4 separate regions of the Sus scrofa genome follow, and regions 2, 3 and 4 are each linked to region 1. Evidence: chromatin contacts called from public Hi-C and promoter capture Hi-C data. All regions are on one chromosome and are shown on one strand. The core of a region is the stretch at or near the end of the contact, and the rest is flanking DNA. Distances in the headings are between cores, read along the strand shown.

The links. Promoter capture Hi-C pulls out the DNA fragments that hold promoters and counts their contacts. A called contact is a pair of places that touch in the nucleus more often than the background predicts.
Region 2: a contact with region 1 is called in a promoter capture Hi-C map of liver, with 2.8 times the contacts expected there. The contact joins the promoter of RIPK1 here to the promoter of PSMG4 in region 1. A contact is called at or near these places in 2 of 5 promoter capture datasets (fetal liver and liver), 2 of 47 Hi-C or Micro-C datasets (epiblast stem cells and liver) and 1 of 2 datasets of contacts at active chromatin or transcription factors (alveolar macrophages).
Region 3: a contact with region 1 is called in a Hi-C map of undifferentiated spermatogonia, with 2.2 times the contacts expected there. The contact joins the enhancer-like site here to the promoter of PSMG4 in region 1. A contact is called at or near these places in 2 of 5 promoter capture datasets (fetal liver and liver) and 10 of 47 Hi-C or Micro-C datasets (embryonic fibroblasts, epiblast stem cells, fetal skeletal muscle and 5 more).
Region 4: a contact with region 1 is called in a Hi-C map of skeletal muscle, with 2.6 times the contacts expected there. The contact joins the promoter of SLC22A23 here to the promoter of PSMG4 in region 1. A contact is called at or near these places in 2 of 5 promoter capture datasets (fetal liver and liver) and 6 of 47 Hi-C or Micro-C datasets (liver, psoas muscle and skeletal muscle).

What each region holds. Positions count from the first base shown.
Region 1 is chr7:1,978,864-1,981,563 of Sscrofa11.1, reverse strand. It overlaps PSMG4 (proteasome assembly chaperone 4), which reads right to left and starts at 1,269. Exons shown (of 3, transcript XM_001927667.5): 1 at 1,023-1,269. The coding sequence starts at 1,196. LOC110261762 (a long non-coding RNA gene) reads left to right here and starts at 1,346. Exons shown (of 2, transcript XR_002346234.1): 1 at 1,346-1,820; 2 at 2,563-2,700.
Region 2 is chr7:1,839,847-1,842,546 of Sscrofa11.1, reverse strand. It overlaps RIPK1 (receptor-interacting serine/threonine-protein kinase 1), which reads right to left and starts at 1,404. Exons shown (of 12, transcript XM_005665537.3): 1 at 1-1,404.
Region 3 is chr7:1,822,438-1,825,156 of Sscrofa11.1, reverse strand. No RefSeq gene overlaps it. Among named protein-coding and RNA genes, the nearest start is that of RIPK1, 17 kb to the left of the region's middle. Within about 2 kb of position 1,421, at least 29 of the 83 cell types and tissues checked have an H3K27ac peak or open chromatin away from gene starts, as enhancers often do. A contact at or near this core is called in embryonic fibroblasts, epiblast stem cells, fetal liver and 1 more, where this site is marked.
Region 4 is chr7:2,130,444-2,133,143 of Sscrofa11.1, reverse strand. It overlaps SLC22A23 (solute carrier family 22 member 23), which reads left to right and starts at 1,366. Exons shown (of 11, transcript XM_013977405.2): 1 at 1,366-2,067. The coding sequence starts at 1,435.

The DNA of each region.
Region 1 (2,700 bases), core at 20-2,519:
CAGAAAGAGGAAGAGACAGAGGAGATGGCCTGTAACACTGGCAGCAGGACTGGATGACGAGGGTGTCAGCCGAGGACACCAAAGTGCCAGCAGCACTAGAAGCCCAGGAGACGGGCTGACTTACCCCCAGGGCCTCCAGGAGGAACGAGGCATGCAGAGGTTCCCAGGCCAGGTGTGGAACCCTCGCCACAGCTGTGACTACAGCAGATCCTTAACCCCCTAGGCCACCAGGGAACTCCCAATCTCTGTTGTTTTAAGCCACCCAGTCTACTGCACTTTGTTACAGCAGCTCTGAGAAACAGTACAGATACCGAGGAAGGCTTAGCCCAGGTGGCAGGTGAGGGAGGGGAGAAGGGGCTGGATTCTGCATGTTCTGAGGGGATCCCAGGGTGACCCCGAGGGTGGCATGGAGCTGCTGCACCTGAGAGGAGCAGGCTGCTGCAGAAGCAGGGGTGCGGGGAGCTGGGCTCCGAAGGCCCACTCAGAGATGCCTGTTAGACTTTTCATTGAGACACTGGAGTGGAAAGGCAGCAGAGAAGCCTGTGCTGGAAATGAAAGGAAACGTGGGCAACACAGAGCCGGCGTGAAAAAAGGGGTTGGATAGGAGCGTGAGAAGACAGAGGCCCCACGAGGAAGCCCTGAAACTCTAACCAGAGATGGGCGTGGAAGTCGAGCCTAGCGCCCGGACGAAGCTTCCTCGAAGGTAGCGCCGCCCCCCACAGCCCCCGGTCCCTAGGACATCACAGGAAGGGCCTCAGGGAACCCTAGGCCTCCCGCCTCCCTGGCCCAGGAGATCTGGGGACCACGGAATCCGTGGCGTCCCCAGCAGGCCCTCGGTCACTGTTCGGCCCCGACCCCCGCTCCCACCCCTCCCCCGAGTCCCTAGGCCCTCTCCTGCGCCCTCTCCCCTCCCTCCCCGCCCCCTGGGGACCCACCCCCTAAACCCCCCTTCCCTCCCCCTCCCCCGGCGTCCCCACCGGGCCCCTCTCCGCTCCTGCCCCTGGCCCTCCCCTCGCACTCACGTAGCGGGTGCACATGGCCACGGCCAGGTTGCGCAGGTGCGGCGTGGCCCCCACCCACAGGAAGAGCGAGTCCGTCAGCCGCATGACGTGGAAGTGGACGAGCTGCTCCCACAGCCTCGCGGTGAAGTTGTGCAGAGAGACGTCCCCGGCCGCGGCGGCCCGCGGCCCCTCCATGCCGCCCGCCCGGACGCCCGGCCGAACGCGGGGACCAGTTCCCGCCGCCGCCGCCAGACCAGAGCAAGCGAGCGCCGAGAGCGCCTTCGCTTTCGATCCTGGGTCAGGGGCGGGGCCCGAGGGTGGGCGGGGCCAGAGAGTGAGCGAGGCTCTCCGGGGAGGAAGGGCGGGGCCCAGGTGGAGCCGTGGGGACGGGCCAGGAGTGGGCGGGGCAGAGCCAGAGGGGGCGGGGCGGGGCCTACTCGAGAGGGGACGGGTCTTGCCCGCGGGCTCCGCGGCGGATCCAGCCCCGACCGCGCAGAGCCCAGGCCTGACCCGCACTCTGTCTTGCGTTGGACTCGTCCTGGGCTCAGCGGGTCGGCGTCCTCACTGACTGCTGCACAGACGTGCAGGAAAATCTTCCCGAGTGGAGATGCGCCGTCCGGCAAAGCACAGCGCTTTTAGTCGGTGCCGAAAACACTCAGAGCAGCCGCCGCCATCGTACGGGATGGCTAGATTTTCCCAAATCCTGCTGGTCCCGGCAGCCCGGAAACTGCGGGAAGCCTTGAATGCAGCTAGTCGTGAGAATGGCAAAGATACTGGGAAAAGCTCGAGAAAGGACAGTTACCTGGACTGAGTTAAGGGGTGGGTTTCCTCACCTGACCCAAACCCCCGGAGCTGAGGTCCTGTACAAGCACGGGCCTTGCATATGCAAAGTGGGAGTAAGAGCGGGCGCCTCCCAGGGGAGTGGGAAGGATGTGAACGACCACAGGGAGGCAGATGAAGGGGGCCAGTGTCATCCGCTGGGACCTTTAATTGCAGTCACTCTGGGCCACAAGGTTGACATAAGAAGGCCTTCGATGTGCCGAGACAACCTTTGGGGTAAAAGCACACAGCCCCGTTTTTGTCCGATTCTCTTAAGCTGACTTGGGGTTTATGTCAGAACCCTCAGAGTTCTGCTTTTTCAATCTCTAAAAGGGCTAGGTTGATTAAATTGACATTTATGAGGGCAAATATTGTTGAAAGTTTGTTGGCTCGTTATCAATGATTCAGTTACACACCTAATGTTCAGGTCAGCAGTTTTCAACAGCTTTCCTAATGTATAATTAATACACAAGTACACTACTCCAAGGATTCAAATTGAAGTTGTGACACGTGTGTAACCCATGAAACCATCGTTGCAGTCAAGAGAGGGCACGTGGCCATCAGTCCCAGAGGCTTCCTGAAGCCCCTGGTAACCCTTCCTTCCCCTCCTCAAACCCTGAGCTGCTGGTGGTCACTACAGAGTAGTTTGCATTTTCTGGAGTTTTATGTAAATGGAAGATGCCGTATGCACAATTTTTTGTCTGCCTTTCCACTCATCACAGTTATTTTGCGTTTCCTCCAGGTTGTCACGTATGTTGGTCGCTTCTCCCTTATTGATGAGCACTGTTCTGCTGTGTGGACGCACCACTGTTTATCCCTTCACACGTGTTGATATTCTTTGGGACTGTTTTCACTTTGGGGATATTGCAGCGAAGCTGCT
Region 2 (2,700 bases), core at 155-2,654, 140 kb after region 1:
CTGATGGTTACAAAATGCAGATCAAGCACGAAGTCACTCTACAGGGCCAAGTTCACTCCTGCCTTGATTTCTCCGAGTGTAAAACTTGGGGTAAGAACAGTGGTCTAAAGACCGAAGAACTTCGGCAAAGTTGGTTGAGTGCAAAGGCTTCAGGCTTTGTCCAAGATACACAAGAGCTCTGAGCAAGGAGCTGCCAAACGATCAGCAACAGGCCGAGACAACCAACCACCACGCCTCCGGCGGGGTTTTGTCCACGGCTCAGGGAAGAAGAACTTAGCTCGCCCTCTTCAAAAACTCCGACGAGGTCGTGGAGCGCTTGGTAAGAGCAAACGCCACTGGCCACGGACGAGGCCTCCTGGGGTTACGACATCCTGCCCCTTCGTCGCTGTGGACCCTTCTCTCCCACTTGCCGGCTCCCGGCCGAGGCTACGCGGAAACGCCCCCGTCCCGCGAGCCGCGGCGGCCCCAGGCCCCAGGCGAAGGTCCTTCCGAAGGGCGGTAAGGAGGCCGGGCTCAATGACACCGCCGTGAAACCCCACCTCCCCCACCAGCTCGACAGCGGGAACGGCGTCGGTTGGTTCCAACATCACAGGGGAGGCAGGGCTCCGCCCTCGGACCGCCAGACCGAAACCACCCGCCAGCGGGGAGCCGCCGCGCTGCGGCCAGGTAACCGGCCCGCGCCCGACTTCCGGGAACGCCTGGGCCACGCCCACCCCGCGCGGACCGCCGGCCGACTTCCGGGAAGGCCTGGGCCACGCCCACCGCCAGACCCCGGGAGCGCCGCGGGCCGCGCCCAGCACCCGTCGCCGGACCCGCGTCCCTGGTCCGACCCGCGGAGAACCCCGCCGCCCGGAACGAGGTCGCGGGCCACGCCCACAGCCTGACTTCCGGGAACGCCGACGGCCACGCTCACCACCTGACCGGCCCGCCGCCCCGTCCGTCCGGAACGCGGTCGCCCGCCCGCCGCCCGCGCGCCGGAAGCGGGAGCCCCGCCCTGGGCGGAAGCCGTTCGGGGAACCTGACCGCGGTCCGGGTTCCCAGCGCAGACCCACCGAAGGATTCGCTTTCGCTTCCGCGGGCAGCTTCCCGAGGCCGAGGCGGGGGCCGGGGCCGGGTGGAGGACGAGGCGGCGGGGGCAGTCCAGGATTGCCCCGACGCCCGGCAGCGTCGCCGGCGCGGAGCCTGACGAGGGTCGCCGCGGGCTGAGCCGTCGGCTGCGACACCGGCGGGGCGGCCCCGCGCTCCCCGCCCCCGGCTGCGCGAGCCCGCCGTCCGCCGCCTGCTGCCCCGTGGGTCGGCGCGCTCCGGCCCTCGCGGAGTGGGCCCGCCGGGACCGGCGCTCCAGAAAGCCGATCCGGTGTCCCCGTCGCCTGCGCGCCGACTGAGTGAGCTCGGCCGGAGGAGGGCGTGGACTGCTCGCTCCGCCTTCTGCCCCTGCCCCTGCCCCGGAGGAGGGCGAGCCGAGCGCCCGCCCCGCCGCCGGCCGGGCCTCCTGGACAGCTTTCGGAACCTGGAGTGCGCCCAGCCAGATGTCGCGGCTTTGCTGCGTTTCAGAGCGAGTCCGGAGGCCCGGAGAGGAAGTGCGCGGAGTCTTAGAAACCACTCTTAGAAACCTCCCAGGTGGGGCATGCAGCCCCAGGGGAGTTCTCAGCTCCGCGGGTCAGCGGCGCTGGAACTATAGGCAATTATCATGCTCTCATCTCCCTCACCTGTACAGCGAGGATAATAAAATCTACTCTGGATTTTAGAGTAGAAGAGCAAGGTATTTATTTTGCAGTCTTTTGCAATGATAATTGGGAAGTCTCAAGCAAAATGGGAAATACTTGCTCTAGTGTTACGTTAAAAAGCTTATACACAGCGTGATAACATACTGTAAAACGGTACATACATCAAGAGAATGAGATGCCACAAACTAAGAAAAAGCACATATATTAAAACAGTATTACCCAAAATGAAGTAAAAACCTAAGAAAAGGAACATCGCAGTAAGAAAATGGGCAAAAGATCTGAACAGTCACTTTACCATATAGATGGCATGTGAAAAGATGGTCAATATTAGAAGTCACTAGGAAATTATGAATTTCTTCTTATTCATTTATTTATTTTGGCTGCACTCAAGCAGCATGTGGAAGTTCCTGGGCCTGGGATAGACCCCATGTCATTAAAGCAACCTGAGCCACTGCAGTCACAATGCTGGGCTCTTAACCTGCTGTGCCACGAGAGAACTCCAGAAACTGTGATTTTAAACAGCAATGAGATACCAGTACATCCTATTGACTTAAAATAGACTGCCAACTATTTCTCAAAAAAAAGGTTTATTCATGATCCACAAAGGATTGCATTTCAGGGTCTGCAACTGTAGGAAGCTGTGTGCAAAGCCCCAGCAAAAATGGAGAGGAGGACACTTTTATGGGGACAGAGGAAGTTAGGAGGGCTATAGTTTAAAAAAAAAAAAAGATGCAAATCAAAACTACCATGAGATATCACCTCACACCAGTCAGAATGGCCATCATTAATAAATCCACAAATACCAAGTGCTGGAGGGGCTGTGGAGAAAAGGGAACCCTCCTGCACTGTTGGTGGGAATGTAAACTGGTACAGCCACTATGGAGAACAGTTTGGAGATACCTTAGAAATCTATACATAGAACTTCCATATGACCCTGCAATCCCACTCTTGGGCATCTATCCGGACAAAGCTC
Region 3 (2,719 bases), core at 172-2,671, 160 kb after region 1:
AAAACGGAACTCATCCCCAAGCCTCAAGCCAGGTATTTCTAATTCTAGAGGTGTGCTGGCGGTAAGTCAAATGACAGCCACATTCAGAAAGTTGGTCCACTTCTCTGGCCATTGAAAAATATGTTGGAGTTCCTGTCGTGGCTCAGTGGTTAACAAATCCGACTAGTAAACCATGAGGTTGCAGGTTTGATCCCCGGCCTCGCTCGGTGGGTTAAGGATCCGGCGTTGCTGTGGCTGTGGTGTAGGTCAGCAGCTGCAGCTCCGATTCAACCCCTAGCCTGGGAACCTCCATATGCAGCCGGTGCGGCCCTAAAAAGGACCAAAAAAAAAAAAAAAAAAAAGTTTTGATAAATAATAAATACACGCCGAAGAGGTTGTGGAGGAAAAGGGAACCCTCCTGCACTGCTGTAGGAAACAGTACATTGGTACAACCACCATGGAGAACTGTCTGGGGTTTCCTTAAAAAAGAAAAAGAAAAAGAAAACGTTCCGTCTATCCGTCTCGCATGGACCCCTGGATGTGAACGTGGGACTAAGTTCCCTGTATCATGCAAGCAATTTAAGCCGCAGAATCGGAGGCACACCCTCACTTACCCTCCTGCAGAGTCACACACACCCTTGGCGCTCCTCCTGCCCACCTCAAAGCCCAGCTCTGAGCGCACAGCGGGGGCACCAGGCGGCCTCTGTGCTCGAGCGCCCTCTTCCGGCCCTTCCCTCAGCCGCCCCCTGAGCAAGGGCAGGGGCTGCAATGAATGGGCCTGAACACCTGAGAGGCTGACTTCCTTCCTCCAATCCTTCTCAGAGTGATGGAGCCTTACTGAGGGGAAAACTTCCCTCTGAAAGAGATCCAGGACCCCAGGACCCCCGTCCCAACACCGCTTCCCCACGCCGATCCGCCACACCCGCTCCTCGGCACTGAACGGGCTTGAAGCCCATCAGCGTCCCACTGAATTCACGGACTTGACCCCCAGAGGTCAAGGACGGGGGGGGGGGGGGGAAGGTCTCCGAAGGAACAAGAAATCTCTGAGGGAGAGAGTGCGCAGGCAGGGATGAGGACCGACACCAAACTCTCAGCTTCTCCGCAAGCCGCATTCAGGAGCATCAGCTGAGCTTCCCAGGTGCCAAAGGCCCTGCGAGGCTGCCTGCGGAGAACCGCACGCCAGTGGCTCAAGCCGGTGTCTCGAGCTCAGAGGTCTGACTGTGACGTCACGTGCTGGTCGGACCCCGGGCGGTCGGTCCCGGTGTCTGGACGCCGGAAAAAGTCAGCGGGTCTGAGCAGAGTTCGGTCCCCTCTCTCAAGGAAGACAATGGAAAGGGGGCCCAGAGGGGCCTGCAAGCAACCCCCTCGCTGGTCACATGCTCTGTGCCCCCTTCCCTGCCTGGAAACCCGGCTCTGAGCCTGGAAGGGCCCACGTGGAGCACCAGGCGGGCTCTGTCGCCCTCTCGTGGCCATCGACTCTAACGACGACCCGAAAGATCCCTCCTGCCTCCGGAACAGGCCTGGGGGCTGCAGGGGGCCTGGGAACCTGAAAGCCTGATTTCCTTCCCCCTCTCCCTTTACAGCAATCAGGGGCCTCACGGCGGGGCGGGGTGGGGGGGTCCTCTCTCCTAGTTCCCCAGGGCATGCGATTTTTTGGATCCAACACCACGACATAAACCTATCAGCCAGGAAGTGGGATCAAGACGGTGGAGGAGCAGGCGTGGCGCTCCCCTTCGCCCACGAAACCACGTCTACAGGTAGAACGATTCGCACAGAACATCCGCTGGCCGCTGGCAGAAGACTTCAGACCCCAAAAGGGCAAGAAACCCTCCACATAGGTGGGTAGAAAAAAAAGAGAGAGAGAGAGGAGAAAAACAGCAATCAGGACGGGACCAGCACTCTGGAGGGGGAGCTGTGAAAGAGGAAAGGACCCCCCCCCCCCCGCCAGCCCCGGAAGCCGCCTACCCGACCCGCGGAGATCAGATACATAAAGATCAGAGAGGAAAACAATAAAATAGAAATTAAAAAAAGGAAAAATTAAGGAGTTTCCGTCGTGGCTCAGTGGTTAATGAATCCAACTAGGTACCACGAGGTTGCAAGTTCGATCCCTGGCCTTGCTCAGTGGGTTAAGGATCCAGCGTTGCCGTGAGCTCTGGTGTAGGTTGCAGACGCAGCTCAGATCTGGTGTTGCTGTGGCTGTGGTGTAGACCAGCGGCTACAGCTCCAATTCGACCCCTAGCCTGGGAACCTCCATATGCCGCAGGAGTGGCCCTAGAAAAGGCAAAAAGACAACAAACAAACAAAAAAAAAATAGGAAAAAATAAACACAAGGGTAAAAAAAACTGACAAACCCCTGGGCAGTCTCACCAAGAAGAAGAGAGAGAGAAGCCAAATTAAAAAAATAAGAAATGAGGAGATTCCCTCCGTGGTGCAGCGGTAACGAACCCAACCAGTATCCATGAAGACAGGGGTTTGATCCCTGGCCTGACTCAGTGGGCTAAAGGATCCCGTGTTGTCTTGAGCTGTGGGTAGGTCGCACGCAGACACACTTGGATCCCGTGTTGCTGTGGCTGTGGTGTAGGCTGGCAGTTACAGCTCTGAATCATCCCTTAGCTTGGGAATCTCCATGTGCAGCCATTAAAAAAGAAGAGAGAGAGAGAAAAGAAATGAAAAGGGAAAAATCTCAACAGATACTGCAGAAATGAAAACAAGCATAAAAGAATACTATGAACAATTATAT
Region 4 (2,700 bases), core at 117-2,616, 150 kb before region 1:
CTCCTTGCGGAAAGCAGCAGCATTTCTTTCAATCCCCCCCAAACAAGGCTGGAAATGGACTGCTCTACTTCAGATAGGCATTAGTAAACTTCTCAGAATGTCGAGCGTCTGCAACGCTGGGCGAGCCGGGCGAAGAGTGCCGGGCCAGGCCTGGGTGCAAGAGGAAAGAGGCGAACGCGGCCGTTTGCCGCAGGGCCGTGTTGTTTGCACGGCGCCGGCTGGGCACGGTCGGCGCGGAGCGCGGGAGAGGAGGGGAGGCTGGCCTCGGCGAGTGCGCCTGTGCACTCCGCCCCAAGGGCGGCTGCATCTTGGGGAGGGGGTGGGGAACACCGGCTCCGTTCACGGTCACGTACATGTAACTTGGTGCTGGCAACATATCCTTCCAGCCTCAGGCTCAGAATGCCTTTGGGAGCGGGGCAAGAAATGGCGGTTTGGGGGTGGGTGCTGCGGTCGGTGGCGGGGGACCCGCGGCCTGAAATGAGCCATGCGCCTCCTCGGCTCGAAAGTCAACCCTGCCGGCCCCTCGAAAAAGCGCAGGAGGGTCGCTCCGGAACGCTAGCCACCCTTGGGCGCGGGACCGGGCGTGGGGTGCGGGCGTCTGGTGGCGGGCACTTGGGAAGGCAGCCGAGGTCACTGAGCGCCGAGCCTGAGGACCAGCCGGTCCCTCGCTCCGCGCGCGCCGCCCCCTCCGGGCCCCCGGCCCAGGCGGCCGGGCGCGGAGCGGCGCCGGGCGGGGATCCTCGCGTGGGGCCCCGGCCGGGCATCCCGTGTCCCCGCCCCTCCCGGGCTCCCGCGGCGGCGGCGGCGGCGGCGGCCGGAGGGGGCGCTCGCGCGCAGGAGCCGGCGCAGCAGGTGCCGCGGTTACCTCCACCGCGCGGGGGGAGAGGGGGCGGGCCGGGGCGCGGGAGGCGGAGGGAGGCCGGAGAGCAGAGCCGGAGAGCGCGGCCGGCGCGGCACGCTGGCCCCGAGCGCGCGGCTTCCGGGAGGCGCCGGGGTCGGATAAATACATCCCGGCGCGCGGGGAGCGCGGAGTCGCCCGCACCGCCCGCGCCGCGCTCCGCAGGGCTCCGGCCGGCCGGCTCTGGCACAGGCGCGGCGCCCGCTCCTCCTTCTCGCGCGCCGGGCGCGGAGCCGCGGAGAGCGGCGGGCTCGGCCGCCGGCGCCCGGGCCGCTGAGCCGATGAGCGGCGGCGGCTGAGGGCCGCGGCCTCTGCCCGCCCTCCGCCCGGCGCCCGCCGGGGCCGCAGCCGGGGCGCGGGTGGCCGGGCATGGAGGCGCACTGACGCGCGCGGCGGCCGAGCGTCCCTGCGAGCGGCGGGCCCTCCTCGGCGGCGGCGGCGGCGGCGGCGGCGCCGGGCCCGCGCGCTCTGCCCGGAGCCCCGCGGGAGCCTCCGCCGCGCTCTATGCGCCTCTGCGGGCGCCGCGGGCCCGGGCCATGGCGATAGACCGGCGGCGCGAGGCGGCGGGCGGCGGGCCCGGGCGGCTGCCGCCCGCGGCCGAGGAGAACGGCGCCCTGCCGCCCGGGGACGCGGCGGCCTCGGCGCCCCTCGGAGGACGCGCGGGCCCCAGCGGCGGCGGCGACATCCAGCCGCTGCCCGCCCCGCACGCCGCGGGCGGCCCGCACCCGAGCCTCCTGTTGCTGGACTACGACGGGTCGGTGCTGCCCTTCCTCGGGGGCCTGGGCGGCGGCTACCAGAAGACCCTCGTGCTGCTCACCTGGATCCCGGCGCTGTTCATCGGCTTCAGCCAGTTCTCGGACTCCTTCCTCTTGGACCAGCCCAACTTCTGGTGCCGCGGGGCCGGCAGAGACGCCGAGCAGGCTGGGGTCACGGGCGCGGGCCGGTGGGGCGGCGGCGACCTGGCCAACTGGACCAGCCCCCCGACCACCCCCGCCTCCACCGCCGCCTGGGGCACGGCGGGCCCCCTTGGCAACGGCAGCGGCGCGGACGGGGGCGACGCGCCGCCACTGCCGTCCCCTCCGGACAAGGGGGACAACGCCTCCAACTGCGACTGCCACGCGTGGGACTACGGCATCCGCACAGGCCTGGTCCAGAACGTGGTCAGCAAGGTAAGGGCGGCGACCGCCCCGGCCCCCGCGTGCCCCTCCCGAGCGCTGTGTCCTCCGCGGTCCCTCCCCGCGCCCTCGTGCAGACCCAGGACCTGCAGTGCTGCGAGCCCGCGTGGCCACGCACCTCACGTGGGCTTGATCTCCCCCGTCCCTCAAACAGATGTGTTTGCCTGGGTGTGAAGCCAGGCTTAGTTAGGCAGCCCTCCGCGGGGGCGCCGGGGCACCTTAGCCTTCCCTAGTGGGTACCCGAACTCGCGTCCCAGCGCAGACACGGAAGGGGCGCCCCTCCCTCTGCAAAGACTCGAGCTCCCCCGCACGCCCCCCAGCTGTCAGTTCGTTCCGGCAGGGGTGGCCTTGGAGGGCAAGGCCTGATCTGTCACCAGGCGGCCCTGGAGGTCGCGCCTCTCAGGGTCCACGGGCTGGAGCCAAGACCTGGGCTCTGCCCTTTGCCCAGCCAGCTGCCTCCCAGTCTCCCACAAAGAAAGAGCATCCGGGAGAATCGTGCCTCTTCCCAGGTGTTCTTCCTGGAGGGCCTTGCCATCCAGCTCCGGCTTTGGACACAGACCAAAGCCAACTGGCCCCAGTTGTAGCCAGAGAAGCAAACAGCTTGTGAAAACGTTCCTTCCCTGTCCC